4 separate regions of the Sus scrofa genome follow, and all the other regions are linked to region 3. Evidence: chromatin contacts called from public Hi-C and HiChIP or PLAC-seq data. All regions are on one chromosome and are shown on one strand. The core of a region is the stretch at or near the end of the contact, and the rest is flanking DNA. Distances in the headings are between cores, read along the strand shown.

Evidence for each region. A called contact is a pair of places that touch in the nucleus more often than the background predicts. HiChIP or PLAC-seq counts read pairs in DNA pulled down with a chosen protein or histone mark.
Region 1: an H3K27ac HiChIP or PLAC-seq map of alveolar macrophages shows a contact between it and region 3. The contact joins two enhancer-like sites. A contact is called at or near these places in 2 of 47 Hi-C or Micro-C datasets (both in embryonic fibroblasts) and 1 of 2 datasets of contacts at active chromatin or transcription factors (alveolar macrophages).
Region 2: a contact with region 3 is called in a Hi-C map of embryonic fibroblasts, with 3 times the contacts expected there. The contact joins two enhancer-like sites. A contact is called at or near these places in 6 of 47 Hi-C or Micro-C datasets (embryonic fibroblasts, fetal heart ventricle, heart right ventricle and 1 more) and 2 of 2 datasets of contacts at active chromatin or transcription factors (alveolar macrophages and skeletal muscle).
Region 4: an H3K27ac HiChIP or PLAC-seq map of alveolar macrophages shows a contact between it and region 3. The contact joins two enhancer-like sites. A contact is called at or near these places in 1 of 47 Hi-C or Micro-C datasets (embryonic fibroblasts) and 1 of 2 datasets of contacts at active chromatin or transcription factors (alveolar macrophages).

What each region holds. Positions count from the first base shown.
Region 1 is chr10:66,558,217-66,561,964 of Sscrofa11.1, forward strand. The region is part of intron 1 of LOC102157904 (a long non-coding RNA gene); the gene reads left to right. Among named protein-coding and RNA genes, the nearest start is that of KLF6, 72 kb to the left of the region's middle. Within about 2 kb of position 2,240, at least 13 of the 83 cell types and tissues checked have an H3K27ac peak or open chromatin away from gene starts, as enhancers often do. A contact at or near this core is called in alveolar macrophages, where this site is marked.
Region 2 is chr10:66,408,095-66,411,740 of Sscrofa11.1, forward strand. No RefSeq gene overlaps it. Among named protein-coding and RNA genes, the nearest start is that of KLF6, 79 kb to the right of the region's middle. Within about 2 kb of position 1,982, at least 22 of the 83 cell types and tissues checked have an H3K27ac peak or open chromatin away from gene starts, as enhancers often do. A contact at or near this core is called in alveolar macrophages, embryonic fibroblasts and skeletal muscle, where this site is marked.
Region 3 is chr10:66,133,151-66,136,864 of Sscrofa11.1, forward strand. No RefSeq gene overlaps it. Among named protein-coding and RNA genes, the nearest start is that of KLF6, 350 kb to the right of the region's middle. Within about 2 kb of position 1,606, at least 27 of the 83 cell types and tissues checked have an H3K27ac peak or open chromatin away from gene starts, as enhancers often do. A contact at or near this core is called in alveolar macrophages, embryonic fibroblasts and skeletal muscle, where this site is marked.
Region 4 is chr10:65,795,824-65,799,536 of Sscrofa11.1, forward strand. No RefSeq gene overlaps it. Among named protein-coding and RNA genes, the nearest start is that of AKR1E2, 100 kb to the left of the region's middle. Within about 2 kb of position 1,303, at least 14 of the 83 cell types and tissues checked have an H3K27ac peak or open chromatin away from gene starts, as enhancers often do. A contact at or near this core is called in alveolar macrophages, where this site is marked.

The DNA.
Region 1 (3,748 bases), core at 990-3,489, 430 kb after region 3:
ACAGTACATGTTTCCTGGGGAAATAGTGCCACCGATTTCATTGAGTTAGATTTCTGGACACCTCAAGATGACAGTTAAAGTGGCTGCCCACATAGAAAATTCTCCAGGAGATCTCTCCTATATGGGGATTCTTGATTATCAGGTTAATTGGGACTGTCAAATTCTCTGTTAATTAGTCTGAAATTAAATTACCAGGGAATCAGGAGGCATGGCAAATATTTGGTTTTTCACATCAGCATAGGTCATAGGCTCAGTCCCCTCCAGGCACCCTGGCACATATCCCTTATTTGATGAAATTGCAAGTATGCTCCCACTTTAGGAATCAAAGTTAGTTACTGGTCCTGTTTGGTTAAAAAAGTGTGATTTTAAAACAAATCTACGTTTAATCAAATATTAAAGTAATTTTAAAATAGTTTTCAAATTATACAGTTAATATTTTGGAAGTTTTATATCATGTCTACTTTTATTAGTTAATCAAGTAGTCCAAATTTAGCGCCACTGTGATTACTTTCCAACAAGTCCATGAATAGCAAATTTTGAGTTCTCCAAGGGTCAGTGATGGAAGTAGATTGCAGAAAATCTGTGCTTCCAGTTATTCCTTCTACTTTCTTCCTTCCCATTTCCAAGTAAGTTCTGCAGTGTAATTTCAGTCAAGTAGACCATTGCTTGACTGAGAGAAATTCTTCTGGTGTTTATATGTCTAGTCATTTATCCCTGCCGTAATATAACTCCTGTGTTAGCTATAGTCTTGGAATTACCTCAAATTTAAAGATTTTAGTTGTTTTTTCTGCTGAGGCTGCGCCTGCTGCTCACTTTATATGCGTAGGGTTGCCAGGTCACTGAATCATTAGCATGTTTTTTCCCTAAGGTCTAATCTAATATCTGGAGGTTGAACACTCTTGGATACTCTAAGACAGCTGTGGCCGCTACACTGTATCAACAAGAATATGGCAGATTGGGTAGATTATAAAGGCATACATTTATTTCTCATGATGGTAGAGGCCGGGAGTCAAGATCAGGGGCCTAGCAGAGTGGGATCTGGGGAGAACTCTTTCTGGTTGCAGATGCCAGCCTCTCATTTCATCTTCACATGGCTGAGAGAGCAGGAGAAGGGCAAAGCAAGCTCTCCCCAGACTCTCCTAGAGGCACTAATCCCATCTGTGAGTGCCCCACCCTCCTGACCCTGCTAATCCTAATCATCTTCCAAAGGCCCCTCCTAATACTGTCACATTGAAGGGCCGGATTTTGGGGGGACACAGACATTCAGTCCCTACATCTTTCAAACCGTGGTGCCTGTACATTTAATAAAACCATCAAGCCATTGCCCTTTGCATGACTCACAAGCACTAGAGAACAACAATTTTAAAAACTGAAATTTACTGCTCTGCAGGCATACCAGATCCTTTAGTGGGATGGAAGTGTGAGCTGGGAAGGTGTGAATTTAAAACATCCCAGTCATGCTGTGGTGGCGTATTGAAAATACGAGGGAATGGATATATCTTGGGAACAAAGTATCCAGGTTGGAGATTTTGGGAAATGACTGTTCTGTCTGATAGAAAAATGGTGTGATGAAAGCATCAGAAATGAAGGCAGTGTGTGCTGATGATGCTGGCCTTCAGGAGAAAGAGGAGGACTTGAAGAATATGCCCACATGAAATAATCTCATCTTCAACTTAGTTTTTGACCTCCCCAGGCTCACAGAGCAAGAGTGTTCCTTCTTTACTGAGAGATCAGAGCTTCTCTCCTTAGCATCTGGACTTCTGCATCAAAAAGGCCATTCTAAGAGTGCTGGATTGAGTATGGCCTTCTAACTGGAAGCTGCCTCATCCTACCATGCCCCTGTCAGTTCTCCAGACTCTCTCCATAGTTCTCTCAATTTGAACCAGTCTCTCAGACTTTGGATGTTCCAGAATCCACTTTCCAGCTGAGTCCCAACCACTTGGCTACCTTCCCCAATCTCACTTTGAGTTTCCTGGGAGACATGGGCCCTGACTGATGGGAATTGGGGCAGCCTGTCAGAACCCATAGTGGCGTCTAGTATCCGTGCAGCTGACATGTGCATTATTTAGAAACCACGGGGTATGTAAAATGGGAAGAGGTCCACTTGGCAGTTCAAATTGGCGCATGTCTGTCTTGTGACACTTCCTCTGCTTCCTGGAATAGAATTCAGCCCCTCTTCCAGAACCTCCTGCAGAATATGTGACTTGCATTTGCAGAGTCGGCCCTGGGGCGTTTCATAACTCTGCCTTGATAACCACGTGGTAACAAGATTCACATATTTAGCAAGCTAAGAGCTTGGGATGATAAGTGGTATTAATAACGCCTGTCTGTGCTCCGTATCGCCTGACTTGATCAAGTAAACGACTCCTCTCACCCTAGCATGTTGAGTACAATAGCTGATTAATGTGAAATAAATCCATACAGTTCAGAGGAAGCTTTTGCTGAACTGGAATGAACATTTGGCACATTTAGCTGTAATTGGAAGTGAACCTTTAACCAGCAGATCCCGTGAAGGGGGTGCTTCTTCCTAAGTGCGCTTGTGTCCTGGCCTAATCACGTGACACTGGACTACTTGGGTCTTCATTTTCTTTTCTTTTCTTTTTTTTTCTTAATGACAAGAGTAATACATTGTTTCGGGGATGAGTAAATTTTATTCATTATTGCACCTTTTTTTGTTGTTGTTGTTAAAACTTACTGCATAAATACTTGGAACCCTGAATTCCAGATGAAATGCCTGAGTTTCATCCGTACTGGCTGTAAACACTGGCCTACTGTTCATGTCTCCCTCTGGTGTAGGTCTGTACCCATCAGCGTCCATCTCTCTCTATATGGCTTTGGTTTTGCCTACCTCTCTTGGGATTCACTATCTTGTCCTTTTTATCATTCATCTTTATCATATGTCCCCCTTAAGTGGCTCTTGGATGTTTTCCCTGAAATTGCTTCTTGGGAAGCCCCCAGTAGCTCTCATCTCCATAATGGGCTTGTCTGGCTGTGGGCCGCCGTCCCGTCATCCCTGTACTGCTTCCTGGGAATGACCACATCCCAGCAGGATAGCCATAACAGTTTCTAGTACCACCCCCAGAACACCTACAGGGGGCAGGTAGGAAACAAATGCACAGTGGAGTTAGTCAGCTCTTTCCTCCTCTGGCTAAGGCTGCTGCCCAGAAGAAGGGTGACTTTGAGACACATGTGTCTTTTTGTGGCCATCAGCCTAGGCCCCTTCTCAGCAGCCCCTTGACCCCATGGTCAGTGAGTCTTTCACACCCGCAGTCCCTGGATGGAGCAGAGGAGGACTGGCACGGTGTCCCGCTCATGTGACCCCTGTCTTCCTGTGCAGCCTGCTCTCCTTTCTCCACTGGGCCCTGTCTTGTGGTCAGTGTGGTATCTGACCTGGGGTCAGCTCCCTTTTCCTGCTCTCATCACTCCCAAGTCCGGAGTCCTTACCTCAGCCCCCACTTCCCACATCCGGGCCCCACTTTCCCTTGGGCACTGTCCCCTCACCTGCAAATTGGACCCAACAAAGTCTCTTTAATTGGGCTGTTGTGAAGGTTTTAGGAGATGCTAAAAGCAGCTGTCGTATGGGGTCAGCAAACGTCAGTCACCTTCTTCTTTCTTCCTGCCTCCTAGTGGTACCTCCCCTCACTGTGTGCTCCAGCATCATGGGTCTTCACAGCTTCAGGCTTCCAGGTTTCCACTGAAAAACATTCCACTATCTGAATTTATCCATCATCTAATGAAGGACATCTTG
Region 2 (3,646 bases), core at 732-3,231, 280 kb after region 3:
GGTCTGTAGCCTAAATGTCCAGCGGGGAGGACGGTGTCTTTGCCGCCTTTCCCCCCTTCCCCGTGCCTTCCACCTGCTCTCTTCCCGCTGGGGCTTCTCCAGCCTCTCCTTCAAGCTTGCAAGACTGTTGTCTTCGAGGAGGCTGTGTCTTCTCCCTAAAGCTCCGTTTGCCTTGGTCACTGTCACGGCTCAGTTCCTAGGCCCGTGTCATCCCGGTCTCTGCTCCAAGCAGCCTTGGAAGCGACGTTATCACTGGTCATGCACCGGAGTTTAAGAGTGACTTCATGTCACCTCATTTTATTGGCTTTCGCTTTGTGGGGCTTTGTGGACACACGTGTTTTACGGACCGAAGGGAAGAGCAAGTCTCCAGGTGTCATTTTTGCGATGGCATTGGCTCCCGTCATGTCTCTGTCAGACGTGGGCAGGCCTCACAACAGTTCAATCTTTATTATTCTTAGTGCTATGATATTTGTTACGGTGACCTGTGGTTGGTGATCTTTGCGGCCCCTCTTGTGATTGTTCTGGCATTTTTAGCAGTAGCGTATTTCTAAATGAAGGTGTGAATGTGTTTTAGGTATAACACTGTGTCACACTTAAGAGATTATAGTAGTCTGACTTTTATATGCACTGGGAAACCAAAAAACATGTGTGGCTTGCTTTATTGCAATATTCACTTTATTTCAGTGGTCTGGAACCAAACCCAAAATCTCTCTGAGGTCTGCCTGGGTCTGGAATTTCCCCATATTAGAACCTCTGCTCTTTATCTGATTTGCATGCATATTAGAACCACGTTTCCAATTTTTCAGCAATCTTTATTAAGGAATATCAGCAATTTCTTTGCAAGGCACTCATAAAACCAAAGGCCCCGTGAGGACACAGGGAGAAGACAGCCATCTGCAAGCCAGGAAGCAGGTTCTCACCAGATTCTGAACCTGCCAGCACCTTCCTTGACCTTGGACTTCCAGCCTCCACAGCGAGGAGAAGATGAATCTGTCGTTGAAGTCTGTGGTATTTTGTTACAGCAGCCAGAGCGGACTGAAACAATTGGTTAAATGGTTACTCCCGGAATTATGCTGACATAGTTAAATCCAGAGTTTGAGAATTATTTAATATCCGAGCCATGTGGACTTTATCTAAAACTCCTGATCTTCACAGCCCTGTCTAAACTGATGGTACCTGATTGCTGAGCTCGCTCTAGAATCTGAGACCTTAACATGGTCGAGAAGCTTCAGAGTGGCTCCGTGTTGCCAGGATTTTACCGAATGAAGCCATGATGTTCATATCTGTATCTCCGGCCAAATGCGAAGCCGCTCCTCAAAATACTCTACATGACTCATGATCTCAGTGCAGTTATAGGAAACATTATTCATTGTCTAATAATCACTAATGTGTGCTGGCCACTGTGCCTGAGGCACTGCTCTGCTCACTCTGTGTACGTGATTGTGGCCCCTCTTTCCATGGCCTTTGGGATCAGGTCCAGAGAGCCTATTGCCAAGGAGAGTGCCTCCTCTGAGGCTCAGAGAGGTTGGGGAGCTGTCTCAAAGTCAAGCAGCTCGTGAAGGGTTGAGCCTGAGATTGAGCCCAAGGCATCTGACAGCTGAGAATGTGTGCTTAATCGTATTCCCGGGGGGCTGTGTCTGGCGGCTGTTCTATCTGATGAGTCACCGCTGCTGCTGAGCATCTTTGGCAAACCCGACAGCCATCCTGACGTGCTGTTACACAGGGAAAATCCTCTGAGCTTCACCTCGCATAAATACACTGCAGAAAATCCCCGTCGAGTGGTGGAGACTTTCCTCGTGCGTCCCCCTCCTCACTGGCACCAAACAGACAGAAAAGAATGGCTTCGTGGTCTCAGCAAGAGAAAACTATCCATCCAACTGAATGTTTGGCCTTGGTGATTTGAAATGGTAGACTGGCTTCACTAAACCAGCTACATGCCAAGTTCCCCTTTTCCTTTGTCCTGTGCAAACACCACTTCAGCATGAGCGCTCTGTTGGCACAACAGGTGATGCAACCGGACAAGACGAGTTTTTCATCAGGGCGACCAGGGGGAACTATCCATGCATTTCTTACAGAAACCTATACATTCATCGGCATGTGTGTTTTATAGGCTCGAGGTTTCCTCCCCCATTGAGATGCTCTGCTCTTTCATTTGGAAAACAGTTTCTTCATAAATCATAACCCTCCAAGGGACATTCTATGAACAGAGAACCCTGACAACGGTCATCTGTTTGAACTGAACATTCAAATTACAGTTCACGTGGGCTTTCAGAGGATATTTGCATTATTTCCTTCCCCCAGACGATGCCAGATTTTTCTGCAACCATTTGAAACCATCATTTATGAGTCTACTCAAAAAAAGAGAGAGATGTGCCATATTACATATATATATCTTAACATGGGCAGAGAAAGCTAGCAAGAACTTATGCTACTGCAAGTTGGCTGACTACACACAATGAGATGAGCGTCAGGAATAAGGACAATCCATGAGATTAACTGGCCACGTGGCGCCCGCCAGGCACTGCTCTAGGAGCTTAATTTTCATGAGCTCCTTACCCTGTGAGGATGACACCTATTTTCATCTACATTTTTTATATACTTACTTCTGCGAGTTTATCACTGACGGGGTCGGGGGGGAGTTTTCCATGGCAAGCAAGCAGTACTGGAAAACTGGCTGCCTCCTTTTCCAAAGGGAATTGATTTTGTTACAATTTTATCGCTTTTTTGGGTTTTTTTTTTTTGAGGAGGGCAAACAGACTCATCATGATTCATTATGAAGTCCATGCCAGTTGAGCGAATATATTTAGCATATGAATAAAAGTGAAAATAGTTCTGTGTTTGCGTATACTTATTAGAAACCACTATCCCTTTGATTCTTAGAAGCTTATACAATCCTGGACAATGAGATCATAAGCAAGGAAAACCCAACTGACAAAATCCCCTAGAAAGCCCTGGATTTTTTTTTTAGACCATTCAAATACAATTTCCTCTTAAAATAGCTCAGAGAAGAGTGAGTTGCCATTAAAAGGTTTCCATGAAAGAAATGTTGCTATCAAGATGTAACAATTAAAATGCCAACACGGTTCTGAAGTGCAAGAGAACAGAAAACCAAACACAACTTTGTCTAAGCAAACCTAACTGGATTTGTGATCCTGACTCCATAGCAAAAAGAATTGAGAACACATTTTATTAGAGAATTCGGACCCACTAAGTACACTGTACCTTTTGAGGATTACATGCGACAGCCAGGTTCTAAACTTGTTCATAGACAAGTCACTGAATTTCTGATCGGGGTATTTATTAAACTGTTTCGGATAAGCCGTTCTCGTCGTGTATATATATTTTTCCAAATACAACTGAATCGCATTGATCCCAAGGCTCAATGGACAGGCGAAGCCGTATCAGCGGGCAGAGTTCACTTAATGATGACTTGAACAGATGCGACTCAGCATCTGTCCTGATGTGTCTGTGTCTAAAAGGACAAAGAGTGCCACTTTTGATCTCTGAAAAGGACCCGAGAGATTTCAGCCAGCCCCCATCTCTCCATCTTTCAAGGAAGCCAAGGTCAATGACACTGGATGGGTTGGATCTTGAACTAGAACAAGAACCCCAAATATGCCTGGGCCAAAGTAGTTCGGGGACCCAG
Region 3 (3,714 bases), core at 356-2,855:
CCAGATCCTTAATCCACTGAATGAATCCAGGGATCGATCCTGTGTCCTCACGGATACTAGTCAGATTCGTCTCTGCTGATCCAGGACGGGAGTTCCTTCTTAGAACAGATTTTTAACATCTTCCCTACATCAGAATGCTGGTGGTTTTTTGGGGATCAGTAGTCAGCAAGTCTGGATGTTGCTGTCACAACCTAGGCAGTTGGTCCCCGACTCTTCCCAGGCCATTGGCTTTCTGTGTTCAGCCTCAAAGCAAGAACAGCACTGGGAACGCGCCAGGCACCCCGGCCATCCTGGTTGGGCTTCCCTCTCCTCTCGGGGCTCTTCCCCCCCAGGCCCTCGGGCAGTGACCTGGGAAGGCCAGGGAGATCACGGTGCCAGAGGGGAGTCACCGAGTGAGACCTGCTCACCTGCAGGGCAGGCCTGCCCCTCCGCAGGCCGCAGCGAGATCTGCGAAGCTGGTCCTAACCAGCCCAATAGCCCATTGTGACCTGTGCTGACTGACCCCCAAGACATGCCACTTTCCCAGGGACTTTCAAGTACATTGTCACAACTCCGAAATAGCCACAGGATCGGTTCTATTCCTATATTTGAGTTGAGAACACCAAAGTTTCTTAAAATTATGCATATTTTATATTGATAAAAATAGTGCATGTAGCTGTAGAACCATCACACCGGGTAGCTAATCAATCAAGATAATAATAGAGCGATAGTACATGTTATTCAGTCTTAAGCGGTGCCTGTAACCACATCGAACAATAAATATGAAGTCAGAACAGCTCAAGTTGCAAACTTGAAACGCTCCAAGAAAGTATGGTAATAGCAAAGCCCATGAAGAATATACGTGTGGGGTCAAAGCAGAGCCTGCGGGACCGAGGGAGATGTGTGGGAAACTGACTTGCCCTTTTCTTCCATTAAAGGGCAGGTTTTCTGAAAAAAAGATGGTTCAATTTCCTCCCTCCAAGCTGCCTTTTTAAAATAACATAACATAACACATGTTTTGACACAACTCCACATGACTCAGAGGCCTTCTTAAAATAAGACCAGACTGCATTCGTGGAGACTGAGTCACCTCTAACCTCCTGAACTTGCCGAGGATTCGGATCCAGGATGTATGTTCGTCCCTCAGAGGCGATGGGAAGGTTCTGGGGGCAGCGCACCTGGCCTTCAGTCAAGTGTTTTATCCCTGGCACTGCAAACAAGCGGGGTTTTTCTGCCTTTCGCATCGCCTCGCCAGGAACGAAAGACAGCATGTCAAACTGTGGTTTCCAGGGTAAACAAATAAAGACGACCCACTCCAGAAAATAAACGATTCCCGGAATGATTTTTAAAAGGAAGGACAACGTCGCGTGGGGACGTATGTGGCGCTCATCCAGTCCGGGCCTTCTGCAAGCGCCGCAGCCCCGAGAGGCAGGGGCGTCTTCTGAGTTAATTGCAGCGGGAGACACGTCCTTCTCCGGGACCCAGAAAACTTCCCGGTAGAAGTCCAGCGCCGTTGGGCGTTTTTCTTCTGAGTAAAGGTTGGGAACTCAAGGCGCCTCGGGCCCACGCCCACTGGTCTACGCTGCCTTCACCCAGCGCAAGCGCGCGGGTTCCCCTGGCAGGATTCCGCACAAAAAGCTGACAGGCCTGTGCGTTCGGCGGCACAGCCCTCGTGCAGCGGGACCGGGACGCTCACCCTTGAACGTGGGCGATCTGGCGTTGAGTCCTTTCTCCCCCAAGCTGCCGCCCCCGCGTTCTTTATGTGAAGAAGTGACCCTGAGTCACGTAGAGTTCGGATGCGCAGAAGGCGGGCTCATGCCTGTGGACATTTTCCCAGGCCTTGAGGACGGTCGCCGGGACTGCTGTTAACAACAGCGGGACCGCAGCGCTCATGACCGAGCCGCCTGGACTCCACCGGCACGGCTGTCCCCGCGGGCTGAGCCAGTGTCCTTAGCGACCGGGGCGGCGGCTGGACAACTGCGATCACGCCCGGTGAGGGATGGCTCTCGCCCAGTCGCCCTTGCGTGGCATCTCTATCCCCCGTTTTTAAGCCCCGGCCGGCCTGAGACCCGGCCCCCACCCCCACCAGGCCCTGGTTCAGAACAGCGGCCTTGGAGGCTCCGCGCCTGCCCTTCAAGGCGCCCCAGCGCCCTGGCCGCACCCCCGACCGATGGCACTGACGCACAGTCGGGCTGTGAAGGCAGCGCTTCTCGCTCACCCGCTCCCGGACGTGGAACGGAGAGAAAACGCCCCCCTGAAAGAGCCACCTTCCAGATGTGCCCGGCTCAGGGCCGGCCCCGAGTGTCACGTCCTGGTGGGAAGTGACTGCGTGTGTTTTGTTCAGATCCAAGGCCCTGTTGACAAAGCCGTGCTGCAGGTGTCCCCCTGAAATGGTCACACGGTGACCTTCCCTGGTCAAAGAGGCCTCTAAATGGTATCCCGGGTCTCGTCTCCCGTGCACATCTGAAGGTCTGCTGTTTCGGAGAGGGCAGTGCCCTGGTCACGGAGATTTAAAGCACCCTGTGGGGTCAGATTTTAACAGGAACCCAAATAATAGCAACCCCTTTCTTTGTTGGCCACCCCCAGGGCTCACTCTGGATGTTTTTAATAGCAAGGGACCTCATCTAGCCGTCCATGAGGCTAACTGATTTCTATACCTTTTTCTCTTCTATCCCCCCCACCTCCCGCTCCCCATTCCCCGCCCCCCCCCTTATTCAATTAAAAGAATCAGCGAGCCCTTTGGCTCCCTTTTCCTGGAGCAAACTTTTTCACAAACTTTTTTTAATTTACTCAAAGGAAGAGTTTAAAAAATGCTGAAGCATAGCATGCACACACCACATGCATAAGAAGACGCAGCAAGACCGCTGCGGTTGTCCAAGAGGATCCTGCGGCCAGGGCTGCCTGGCGGCCCCAGCGGACATAGGGCTAAGCCCACGGGGTCACATCTGGGAGAGAGAGTGTGTGAATGGAGCGGAGCCGGCCTCCCACACGACAGGAATTCCTCCCAAACTATGTGCTCGCTCGGTATGGGAGCGCAGAAAAAAAATGTGTTTGGAATATCGCTAAGGAAACCCAGATAGATCCCCTATCTTTGCCAGAGCACAGAAGACAGTTCAGCGAGTGACTGACTCAGAGTGACTAACGCAGAACACGTGTCCGATGATGGGGGGAAGCAGGGATGTAGAGAAAAGGGCGGCCACCGTGCTTTCTGCCCCAACAGGAACAAGACGACTCCCTTCCTCCCTCGTATTCACGCCCCTGGCTTTTCTCAGACAAAGCGTACAAAGAAAAGCACTGGTCTTTCCGCTCAGAAAGGTTTCTGCCGTCATAAATGTCTCTCTCCAACATCAAGGTGCTTGTTCCTGCTGTCACACCTGTGAGCATCTTTTGTTTTGCCGCGGAGGACACACTTCTGAGAATATGCTTTCACTCCAGAATTTTGAGAGTGTGTTTTGGCTTTCACTATTATTCCAACAAGCCAGTTGTGTGTGTGTGTGTGTGTGTGTGTGTGTGTGTGTGTGTGTGTGTTTAGAGCCATGAATTCCATGTAGCTAAAGTTTAGTTCCATTTTAATGCCAGTTATGATAGCACAGTCCATTATTCTCTAAAAATAGGTCCAAATATGTTTATCTTTGTGGAATTTAGGAAGCAGCAACTCCATCTGCAATATCCTTTACCATCACCAACCATAAAAAGGTGGCAGAAACAGCGGTTTGCTGCATCCCGGGAAATGTC
Region 4 (3,713 bases), core at 53-2,552, 340 kb before region 3:
AACACTCTTCCAATGAAAAAAAAAAAATCACTGGGTAGCGATTTCTGTGGAATATTTCTCAGCACACTATAAATAGTCACAGCTGGCTCTCTTTTGTTTTCCTACATTTTTAATGGAAATGTAAAAATTTCCTGCTCTTTTGTTTTCCTACATTTTAATGGAAATGCAAAAAAAAAAAAAAAATCTGGTACATCCAGTACATCTTGAGATGTTATTGCGTACGTGAAACCATAAAATGTCTTCATGGAATGCCAGGAAATCCTAAAATTAAAACTATATTATTGTATTCATTCCCTCACTCAACAAATATTTATCGTATCTCTGACATGAGTCATGAGCTATGCTAAGTGCTGCTCCTTAAAGATGGTTGAGATGCAATCCTATTATAAAGCCGACCATTGTCTGAGGGAGGGTGGGACGCTCTTTCCCAGTTTTCCTCTTTCCTGTACTGATGCAGGCAGAACAGGTTCTGAGACACAGCCGTCTCTGTCTGCCTCCCTTTCTCTTCCTGAGAACCCCTCAACCAAGAGATTACTTCCTGGAGCTGCCTCACTGTGACTCTAGGCTTTGTCTTTCCCCTGCCCCGCTGTGTATGGACCTGCACTTTTTCACCGTCCTCCTTTCAGCTGTCTGTTAAGGTCACAAAGCCACCCAGGAGCTCTTTCATGCGGTACTGGTCGAGGACGATGGTGTGGGCCACCCGTGGGTCTGACCATCATTACTGCGGGGCTGTGCTGAGCCCCAGGGGGCACATTTTTAGGGACGGATAATTGGGCGCTTCTGGAAGACCGTGAAATAAATAATTTCAGATGAGGGGACCCCCTCCTAAACACAGTGTATCCCTTGGCTCCATGGTGGTAGTCTCTCTTTACGAACCAAAAAGGTATTTTCTCATTGAAAACCCGAGATAAGTGAAGGGTATTGTGTTCCTAACAGTTATTCTTAAAGATGCTATAAGAAAACCATCCATATCTTATCTGCAAAGGTGTCTTCTCTTCTCTTCCAAGCATCGTATAAAGTCTCTCTTCAATTTGCAAAAGGGAGAAAGATTATGAGACTGAAGTGCAATAATATTAAACAAAAATATAAGAATACATAAGTGGTTTCTCTGCCAAGGCCAAATCCACATGGGATAAATAAGAGATTAAAGCTTTCAAAAAGCATCCTCATGGCTTCTTATTGTCAAAAAGGGAGCAGAATGGGAAGCTGACGCCACAGGTGGGTGCGTAGCCTGGCTATTACTCTGAGCAGAATGTTCGGGCAAGCGGGGGGCGGTGGGGAGTCCCCGCAGAGCTTCCTCTTCGCCAGTCTCCAGCAGAGACTGAACTGCATTCCTCTCCCTCAGTTATGCCTCAGGAAGGGATAGCCCACACGGATGGAAGCAGCCCTCCATGCCTCAGTGTGAATTGAAGAGCTGCTTAGGTTTTAACAAAAGGAAGACTAAGTGTGAGAACCCAGGCTACAGGAGGGAAGGGTATCCCGCATTATGAAGGATCTAAGAATAGAAGGATAAAGAACTCTCAAGACAAAACACTCAGAGAAGTTGCTTCAGACGCATCGAGGGCGAGGGCGTCTGAACAACAACTCAAGGGATTTATTGCTTGGTGAATGTCGCAATTCTGAGGACTTACTCAGATGGAAGCTGAGATGTCCCACATTTATAGCTCGTATTGCCTTTCAGTGTGATGAAAGCGTTCCCCTTGTGTTGCCAAGATATTCATGCTTAAGTTCAAAACGGGCGGATGTCCATCAAGCCTTTGAAGTACGTTGGCCAAATGATTACGACTAGCTTAACACAGATGATGTACATTTTAGCATGTATTATTCAGCTGAAATGATTTTTAATCCCCATGCGTTCTGATGATGATCTGATAAAAGTTTAATGGTGCATTAGCATAGATGGGTTAGTTATTCCTACAAATATCAAAGCAAGCCTGGGTGGAACAAGTCTGTCCATTGTCTTTTGGGAACTTAGAAACTTTTCCATTGCTTGTGCTATTATTTCTGTGTTGTGGTGGTTATCCGAGAGAAGCCGTTTTTATTGGAATGTATTATTTGTGTTTGTTGTTGGCTTTAAAAATACTTTGCTTATTCACATAGGGTACAGACAGCTAAATGTTTGCGTGTTGAACTGTAATTAGTCACTAACTGTTCTAATAAGGCTTGACTGCCCATATTTAAGTGTCCTTTCACTCGTCATTGTTTCAGTGAATGTAACACAAACAATGCTTTATACACAGAGGTTTCTTGCATGAATCAGTTCCCTTCTTGACTGTTTTCATGTTCCTCCTTCCCTAAAGGAAATGTTTCCCAATAGCTTTCTGAAATCTTTATTGCCATCGTGATCTAAATAACTCAAGCAATGAAATTAATCCCTAAACACTGACATTGAGCAAGTCTAACTAACTCGCAGCAACTGTTTCCCATGACCTGCCCTGTGGTGGACATGGGCTCATGGTGATTGTCAGCCTGGCTGGCACAAGGGGAAACCGCGGCTCATCCGGCAACCGTTTGGGTTTGTGGTGGTTGTTCTTGGGAGAGTGTCTGCAAGTGCTCATGACAACAGATTTTCAATAATATGTGTAGCGCACTATGTGAAGGCCGTGTGGAGGGGTCAAGATGTGTAAGAGGAACAGGTATTGCGTTTTAGACTTTATTCTTCTTCCCCTACACTAGCCAAGGTGGTTTGGGGGCATTTTATTTTACCAGGTAAAATTAGAAGCACTTGCCAGCTTGCTCATCAGACATATCCTCAGGATCAACGTGTCAGATCTAAAAAATAAAAATGAAAGGTGAGACATCATCGATTAAACTGATGTTTATTTTCAAAAATTAACCCATCATTTAAAAAGTGGTGAGACAGATATTTTTGGCCCGGAACAGCCATATAACCATGTTTTTCCATTCCTTTTTGTGCTCTTAATACTCTTAGTAACCTTATCTCTAAAACAGAATGTGTTGATTTTTTTAAAATTCTGGACATGAAATGCAGAAATAGCACATATATTTATCTCTGTACTTCTGCCAAACTTCCATATCCACTGGGATATTTTCCACCTTATCACGCTGTTAGTTTTACATGCATATTTTTATCACGCTTCTTGAGAGAAGGGTCAGTGTTGGATCAGCTGGAATCCTTCTATCACAAAGAGCATAGCATATAGTCAATAAGTACTAAACCTATCAGCAGATATATTCAGGGCATTTTTCTTTAATAAAACCTATGTACTTGGCTCTGAATAAATTAATGGATATAAAAGTCAGATTGGAAGCTTAATAATGACAATCTTTTTGTGTGTGTGTGTGTGTGTGTGTGTGTCTTTTTTGGGCTGTACCTGTGGCATGTGGAAGTTCCCAGGCTAGGGGCTGAATCGGAGCTGCAGCTGCAGGCCTACACCACAGCCACAGCAATGTGGGATCTGAGCTGCAACTGCCACCTATACCACAGCTCATGGCAACACTGGAGCCTTAACGCACTGATTGAGGCCAGGGATCGAACCCGTGTCCTCATGGATACCAGTCGGGTTTGTTACCACTGAGCCGCTATGGGAACTCCTTAATAACGACCATCGTCAATCTTGCCACTGAGTCCATCAGATGATGTAAACTATGACAGGTCCCGAGATCCCAACTCAGAAACTCTCGTCCTTGGAGACTGATTCTCTCTGGAAAAACAGTGTCTTCATTACCCACGTGAATTACTTAGAGGCAAA